2 separate regions of the Rattus norvegicus genome follow, and region 2 is linked to region 1. The links are chromatin contacts, called in public Hi-C maps. All regions are on one chromosome and are shown on one strand. Each heading gives the region's core, a stretch centred on a gene start, on an enhancer-like site or on the middle of the called end of the contact. The rest is flanking DNA. Distances are from core to core; before and after follow the strand shown. Region 1 has its middle 370 kb from the start of Dnajb9. Region 2 has its middle 270 kb from the start of Dnajb9.

What was found. Hi-C and Micro-C count contacts between places; a contact is called where the count stands out from the background.
Region 2: a contact with region 1 is called in a Hi-C map of frontal cortex, with 1.6 times the contacts expected there. The contact joins two enhancer-like sites.

What each region holds. Positions count from the first base shown.
Region 1 is chr6:66,630,500-66,634,221 of GRCr8, forward strand. No RefSeq gene overlaps it. Among named protein-coding and RNA genes, the nearest start is that of Dnajb9, 370 kb to the right of the region's middle. Within about 2 kb of position 1,837, at least 19 of the 93 cell types and tissues checked have an H3K27ac peak or open chromatin away from gene starts, as enhancers often do.
Region 2 is chr6:66,725,577-66,729,298 of GRCr8, forward strand. No RefSeq gene overlaps it. Among named protein-coding and RNA genes, the nearest start is that of Dnajb9, 270 kb to the right of the region's middle. Within about 2 kb of position 1,960, at least 2 of the 93 cell types and tissues checked have an H3K27ac peak or open chromatin away from gene starts, as enhancers often do.

The DNA.
Region 1 (3,722 bases), core at 587-3,086:
TTATCACATAGCCGATGGTATCTGAGGGTGCAGTCCTTTGCAGCCTCAAATGGAGCTCCGACTTTGCCATGTCATGAAGCTCTGATTATAATGAATAGACTTTATAATGCTCAAAAGGCAACTTCTCATTAAAATAAACCAATGACAGAAATCACATCACAGTAGATAGGTAATAAACGAAGTCCAACTTGTATGATACGATACACAGCGAAGGACACTGTAGTTTAAATTAAGGAAATTTTAGCTATCGACTTTTGAAAATACTTTTGAATTGTGAAGTAACCTGTTATATTGATCTGTGAATAGCATGGGTACCCTTGAGAAATAGTGTTTAAATTCTTTCAGTAGCAAAGAGTACTGATTGAATTATTGAGATCCCTACAGATATTTATAGGGCTACTGATAAATCACATTTTAGAGTTTTTTTTGACCCAAACCTCAGCCATAAACTCAAGCAAAGCCAGGTAGCAATGTCCAGTAATGATTTCTTTCTAATCCAAATAGGTCCCTTGTGAATCACCTCAGCCTTGAAAATCCTGCTTATCAAATCAAAATCAAATCATATCAAAACACAGACATAGCTTCACCTGTGTTCAAATCCTTGGAGCAGTCAGGCATGGACTGGGGGGGGAGGAGGTTGGGGGGGACAGGCAGAATGAAGGACTGAATCTTCAGTTAGAAAGAAATCATAAACATAGAATTAAAATCCAACAAAGAGGGTTTTTAATGTCAGTCAAAAGGACAGCAATGATACTTTCTAATTTTATTTAGAAACCCTAGTTTTCTGCATCCATAGAATTCAGAACCAGTTTGAATACGTAGCAAAATCAAAGAAAGGCTCTTTAGTCATACATAGGCACTCTCTTATACTGAGCATTTTACCATGCTTAAATATTTTTCCAGACATCCAAAAAGTAGATAAAGAAATAACTTTTATCAGTGTGAAAAGCATGGCATTAGTATGTACAATGTTATCTAATCAAGTGCCAGACCCGAGTATAGTATATTAAAATAATAGGATGCCAGGCAACAGAACAGAAACTGGCTGTGTAATGCGTGTTCTGCTGAGTCAGAGTTTGTGTCATCCAGACTAATAGTTTATGGAGGACAGTGACTTAACTTTACATTTTAGGACTTATTACAGTGTCCATACAAACTCAGAAATATTTATAAGTAGACTATAACTTCAGTCAGCCTTTCAACCTCTCTCATATAAGAGCATAAATATTTGTATAGATACATACGTATGTATGCACATGTGCATGTCTATGAAAAGATAATGCAGGCACTTATCACACAGTGTTACCTTGAAGATTGAGATAATGCATGCAAATGGCTCACATTATTTAGCTTTTGCCACATAATAAAAGCTCATCAAAAAGTGCATAATAAATTTGTTAATATCAGTGTTTGTTAGTTTCCCAGAGCAGTTGAAACAGTAAATCACAAATTGCATGACTTAAAATAAATACATATTGTTTCGCAGTGCTAGAACCTACAAGTCTAGGATCAAGTATTTACCCAATCATGCTCTCTCTGAAACCCGTAAGAGAAAATTCTTCCTTGGCTCTCTCAACTTCTAGAATTTGCAGGAAATCTTTAGTAATTTTATCATATGCATGTGTGACTCCGATCTCTACCTCTATGCTGTGTGACTTTTCCTAGGGCGAGGAGCAGATGTAGCTTTACCTCAGATAGGGTACCAACAACAGATGGAAGAAATGATTCTATTCACGTCTAACTTGGTGAACCAGCATTTATTGTGGTTAGGTACAAGTGTATGGATGAAAGTTATTTATAATGAGGACGGATGACTCAAAAGCAGCTGCCGCCCTGAAATGCCCACTCCAGCATGGGCGATGACTCATGAAGGCTCCCTGCATAACTTGCCAGCAGCTCAGTGGAAGCTTCCCTTCCTGAAAATTTGTTTATATAACCTTGCTGAGGGGGTCTTGTGATTGTAAGTGTCAGGAGATTGCCGAGAAAGATGTGTTTCCTTACTGCCCTCCTCCCTCCAATGTAGTAAGGACTTCTCTTGGCTCAGGGGAGCTTAACTCTGGGGGCTAAAGTACTGGAAGGTCAAGAGTCACCAAAGCTGTCCCTAGTCAATGGATCTCAAGTTTGTTGTCACACACTAATGAGGAAAAAAATATGCAGACAAAAGAGTAAAGTAACTCTAGTAAGAAGGCTCCCCAGAGTGGATGGAGTCCCAAACAGGAAACACCACAAAGAAAGCTACTGGTCCTGGGGCTTTCCTGAGCCATATTACAGAAAACTGAACACAAATTGAGGTCATTTCTTTTTAGATAGTTAACTCCTTGGGCATATACTGAGGTAAGCTAAAGAAGGCTCACATGACCTATGCCTTTCTCTCCCTATCAGGATGATGAGAATGTGCTACTAGGACATGGTCATGTGTTGTGGTCACCTGTCTACTTTTGTTTTGACCTTGGCTTGTCACACCAGATACTGACCTTGGCTGGTTGGATACCCATTAAGTAAATCATGATCTCTTTCTTCTTACTCGTATGTAACCAGCTTGTAGATTGCTATGGACCCTTGTCTTAAAGCCTACAGAAAATTAATTCTTAGTTGCAATTACTAAGATGAAGCCACAGTCTTTCTTGGTCACTTAATGTTTAGCTTACTGTCTACAGGGTGGTCTCTCCCCCATAACATAGAAAGGGCTTTTAGAATATGTCCTTGCTTGCAGTTCATTTCTTTATACTAAGTTAGGGTCCTTCCTTGGAGTCAGTTACAGTCTGTTGATACTGCCTTTATTCAACTAGAGGCACATCCTTTTATTCTGGCCAGTATTGCTATGTCATACCCCCCTGCAGGTCCTCTTACTTAATACCCTCAGGGCTCTCATCCTCGCAGATTTAAACCTAATACCCCTTTTACCTTAAACATGTATTTTCAAGATAATACTTCCAAGAGACAATGTTTCAGTTGAAGGAAATTGTTGGAAAATACCCAATCAGCACTTTTCTCTGTGTCTCACGACTTCCTGATGAATCGATCTAAACTTCATGGCCTTTGAGAAACTCCTATTTCTAAAAAATCCACACTCCTAGGCTCAGTGAATAGGATTTAAATATATCTTTTCAGAGAGACAATTCAACCCACACTGACTGAAACTGAAGCTCTCGATGCCTAAAGATTTGCAGGGTGATTCAAGAGACCGTTCTCTAGGAGTTTTCTATGGAGTCTATGCATAATCCCCCAAGATTACACAATAACTACTATTCTTTGTTGACTTCAAAGGAAAGAATTAAGACTCTATGTAGCCTGCATTCCCATTTGACCAGGTGTCCTCTTTGTCAATTCCAGTGCTATCTTCTATTACAGTGTGGAAACATTGTGTTCTGCATGAGACTCGTATGTTTAAGGATTCCCGAAAGTGTTTGGGATAATGAAAGCTGTCTTGCTGAATCTTGCACTACTAACAGAAAAGGATTATTTTAACCCTTGGGTTTGTATTGATTTTAGTTCATCCTGGACGAAAGGCATGGTGGTAGAAATGCCTCCATCTATGGTTTGGGGATTTATGGTAGAAGAGGAAAACAGAGAAATCAAAAGAGAGGTAACTATGTATAGTTTTCAAAGGTTTGACCTACTCTAGCTAGGCCCCTACCTCCTAAATGCTTTACAGCCCTCAAAATAGAGCATTCAAAATGTGAGACCATGGGAAATATTGTAGTTTTAATTTGTAACAAGGG
Region 2 (3,722 bases), core at 710-3,209, 95 kb after region 1:
CCGAACTCAGTTAATGAGGACTATTATTACAAGTTGAGTAGGTTTTATTTAAGTTATTGTTTATATTATGATAACATCTGTCTAAGTGTTTATCTTCAGGGAAACAAACTAAAATTCATCATGATTAATGAAATGTTTGTGTTTTTGTTACTTTCTTTGCTACTATGACCAATTTATGACAACATGGGACCTAAAATGAATGAAGTATTTGTTATGCCTTAGACTGACAGATATATAGCTCATCACACAGGAAAAAGAACGGCAGAATGCATATTCTGGTCATACTGCATCCACAGCCCCAAAGCAGAGGGTAGACAAGAAGTGAAGCCAGGAGATAACATGTCAAGGTTGTTCTACTTCTAAGGTTCCGTAACCTTCCCAAACATTGCCACCAGCTAGAGACCAAATGTTCAAACACTACTGCCTATAGGGAACATCTTACATCTAAATCAAAGCAGTTATTAAGGAGATTACTAGATGTACCACAGAGAGAGACACATCGTTGTTGATTTAAATAAAAGTTTGAAATTGCTCAAAGGGATTTTGAGTAAATAGGAAAAGAAATCAAGAAATATCTTAGCCAATTGAGATATGAGTACAGTGCTTAACACCTACTCTAGAAAGATTGGGCAACAGTTGCTTAAATAATTGGAAAATGGCAGAAAGTTTGTCCAGAGACACTACGTCATCCTGGGAGATGATGGGAAAGAAATTGCTCATGTATTCAAAGAACATATGCCCACGTAGATGATGATGCATGCTGTGCTTGTATTGATGCATACAGAACTCCTCCTTCCAGGAATGCTGACCTACTCCTAAACAGTGTGTGTGTGTGTGTGTGGTGTGTGTGTGTGTGTGTGTGTGTGTGTGTGTGTGTGTGTGTGTGCGTGTGCACGCGTGTGCACGTGAGCATGTGCGGGTATGCACTCTCCTGTGTTCTAATGTACACACAAAATACCTGGAAATATATGTATAGAACATTTAATGATAGTTAATAATGGCTTCTTCTGGAAATCTGGAGAGTAGGATTTTGGAAGCAGATGGTCTGTGGGAAGAGTGAGGAACTTTTAAATTTTTTTTCCAAGAAGAATGTATCACTTATATAATTTAGATTTAAAATCAATTTTCAATAAATGCGTCCAAGCAGAAGCATGGGTTATAACTTCCCTTCTTGGCTTGTAGCAGATAACACTGCAGAGTGTTTTGTCATGGCAAGCTTTTCTCTGTTCTCTTTCTGAAAATGACACAATGAAGTTGTGGGTCGTAAGTATTCATTTCAACATGGAATGGTTATAAAATGTCAAACCCTTTCACTTTTCCTTTACATTATTTAACTCTAAAAATTTCCAGGTCCTAAAATAAGATAAACTTCTCTCCTGAGTTTATGTACCTTTGACATATTAAATGTACCACAGCCATCTGAGACTGGTGTATCTAAAGGTGGATATCAAAACCGTGTTTGTGATAATCATTTTTCTTCTCGTACTATCACAGAGCAATCCCAGGAAATGTTCTTTCATGATTAAAGCAAATCATTGCTTGGGAAAAAAATGAACCATTTTCAGTTAACTCTGCTACCGGCAAGTGCCAAATGCATTTGAAGACAGAATGTTTCACACTAGGGAAAGTAAAGTGCAGCACTAAAAAGCAGCCGGGAGATTACCGAGACAATCTACACACACACTCAGAGAGAGAGAGAGAGAGAGAGAGAGAGAGAGAGAGAGAGAGAGAAAGTGTGGGTAGGATGTACATGTTTATTCAGGGCAAAACTACCACCAGTGTTAAGAGCTTAACTTTATAGGCAACAAAACATGCCCCAAAGAATAGTTAAGAACCAAAGAAAACAGAAGGAAAATATGCATGGCTCTCAACTGTCAACACAAGCAGTTGGGTAACTATATTGATCGTTATCTAAAAGCCTTGAAGCATATTCTATTTCAATGGTTTTCTGCTGTGGCAAGGATTACAATTCCTACCAGAAAACATAATTTGCCCTTGAACTACTGTGTGTTGGAGGCTGTATCAACACACAATTCAGTATTACTATCTCAGCAGTAAGAATCCCTGGCTAAGGAGACCAGAGAACACACAGGCACAAACTCAGGGTCCAGCTTATGTTTATGGAGAAATGGTAATGGCAGAAAGACTCCTTTCTTCCTTGCCTAAATTCCTTTCACTTTAATTATTACTAAGCAAGCACATGCTGGATATTGGAAGAACCAAGGAGAGAAGGAGAAACATTATATCTGTTTTATGGTTGTTACTAATTGTAACTCTAAAAATTACCTCTTCTTTGTCCTCCCTTTTATTATAAAAGCATGCATTAATGCTGGAAGCAGAGCATTATCTCATTCTGGAACTTAAAAAGCCAACCAAGCTTATTGATAACTGTAGTAAGAATCTTGGGCCCCACCCATATGTCCAAATCACTTGTCATATGGTCAATGCATAAAACAATAAGAAAAGTGTTGTTGCTAGATAGAGTTGGGTATCAACAGGATTGAAAGTCATTAAGAACTGACCCTCTCTCATAACTAGCTTGTGAAGCAGCAACTAAAACAAATGGTCAGCCTCTGAATGCTGGTCAGAACAATGGGATCTGAGTTAAACCTGGGGCCATGGGTGAAGGCATGACATCCTGAACTGCCTAAAAGATCTTAAGGTTGCTATTTAGCTGGAAGCTTTTCTGGTAAAGAGCAGAGATGTACAGCTAAACCCCTGGAAGAGTTAATCCAAGTGGTCTTCTGAATTATGTGGTCAGGAAAGTTCTCAAAGGGGAAGCTGTCTGTTCCACAGACTTTTTAAACAGTACAAAGCCTATGTAAATCAAAAGGTTGGTACAACCTCTCTGGTCATTGTCTGCCCTCACCCTTAAAAAGCGCAATATTACCTTGAAATAAACTGCAGGGGTCTGAGCCAATACAAGATTGGCAGAGTAACAAACGTGTGAGTCAAGAAGTAAATCAGATTCAACATGACCCAGGAGCCAGTGTTGGTTCAAACTTCTTGAGTTTGGCCTCAGGCAGTTTATTTTAGGCATATTTAAGTATAGTACAATTTGAAATATGTTTCTCGGTGTAACATAAGTCCATAGGCACAAGGAGGCATCATTGCACTGAAACTTTCTAAAACCACATGTCACTTCTTCTGTGAGAGTGATTTCTATAAACTACCTGTATTATCTTAAGGACTTAGGGGAGGATCTGGTATGATCTCAGTCATACACATAGCATGGAGGTCACCTAGGCTATTAACTATCTCTAGTTCTATATGTGAGAGGCTGGGGAAACCCCTGGCCATACAGATAGTGCAGAGGTCACATAGACTATTAACCACCTCCAGGCCTGCTTGTGGGAGCTTGGGAGAACCAGGTAAGACTGGCTCTACAGATACTCCAAATGTTACCTAGGCTATTAACCACCTCCATTCTCAGGTTTCTGGGCAGAAAACTGGTTACACAACCCTTTCTTTGAAGAAACAACCCTATGTATTTAACATTACTGGTCCCCTACCCCCACCCCATGCTCCCCAGCATGGATTCAAGGACCTTTCTGCTTCCAACAATAAACCTCATCTAACTTCTTTTTTTTTCTTTTCTTTTATTAGATATTTTATTTATTTATATTTCAAATGTTATACCCTATCCCAGTTTCCCCTCCAGAAACCCTTATCCCACCCCCCTCTCCCTATTTCTATGAGGATGCTCACCCTCAACTCCTTCG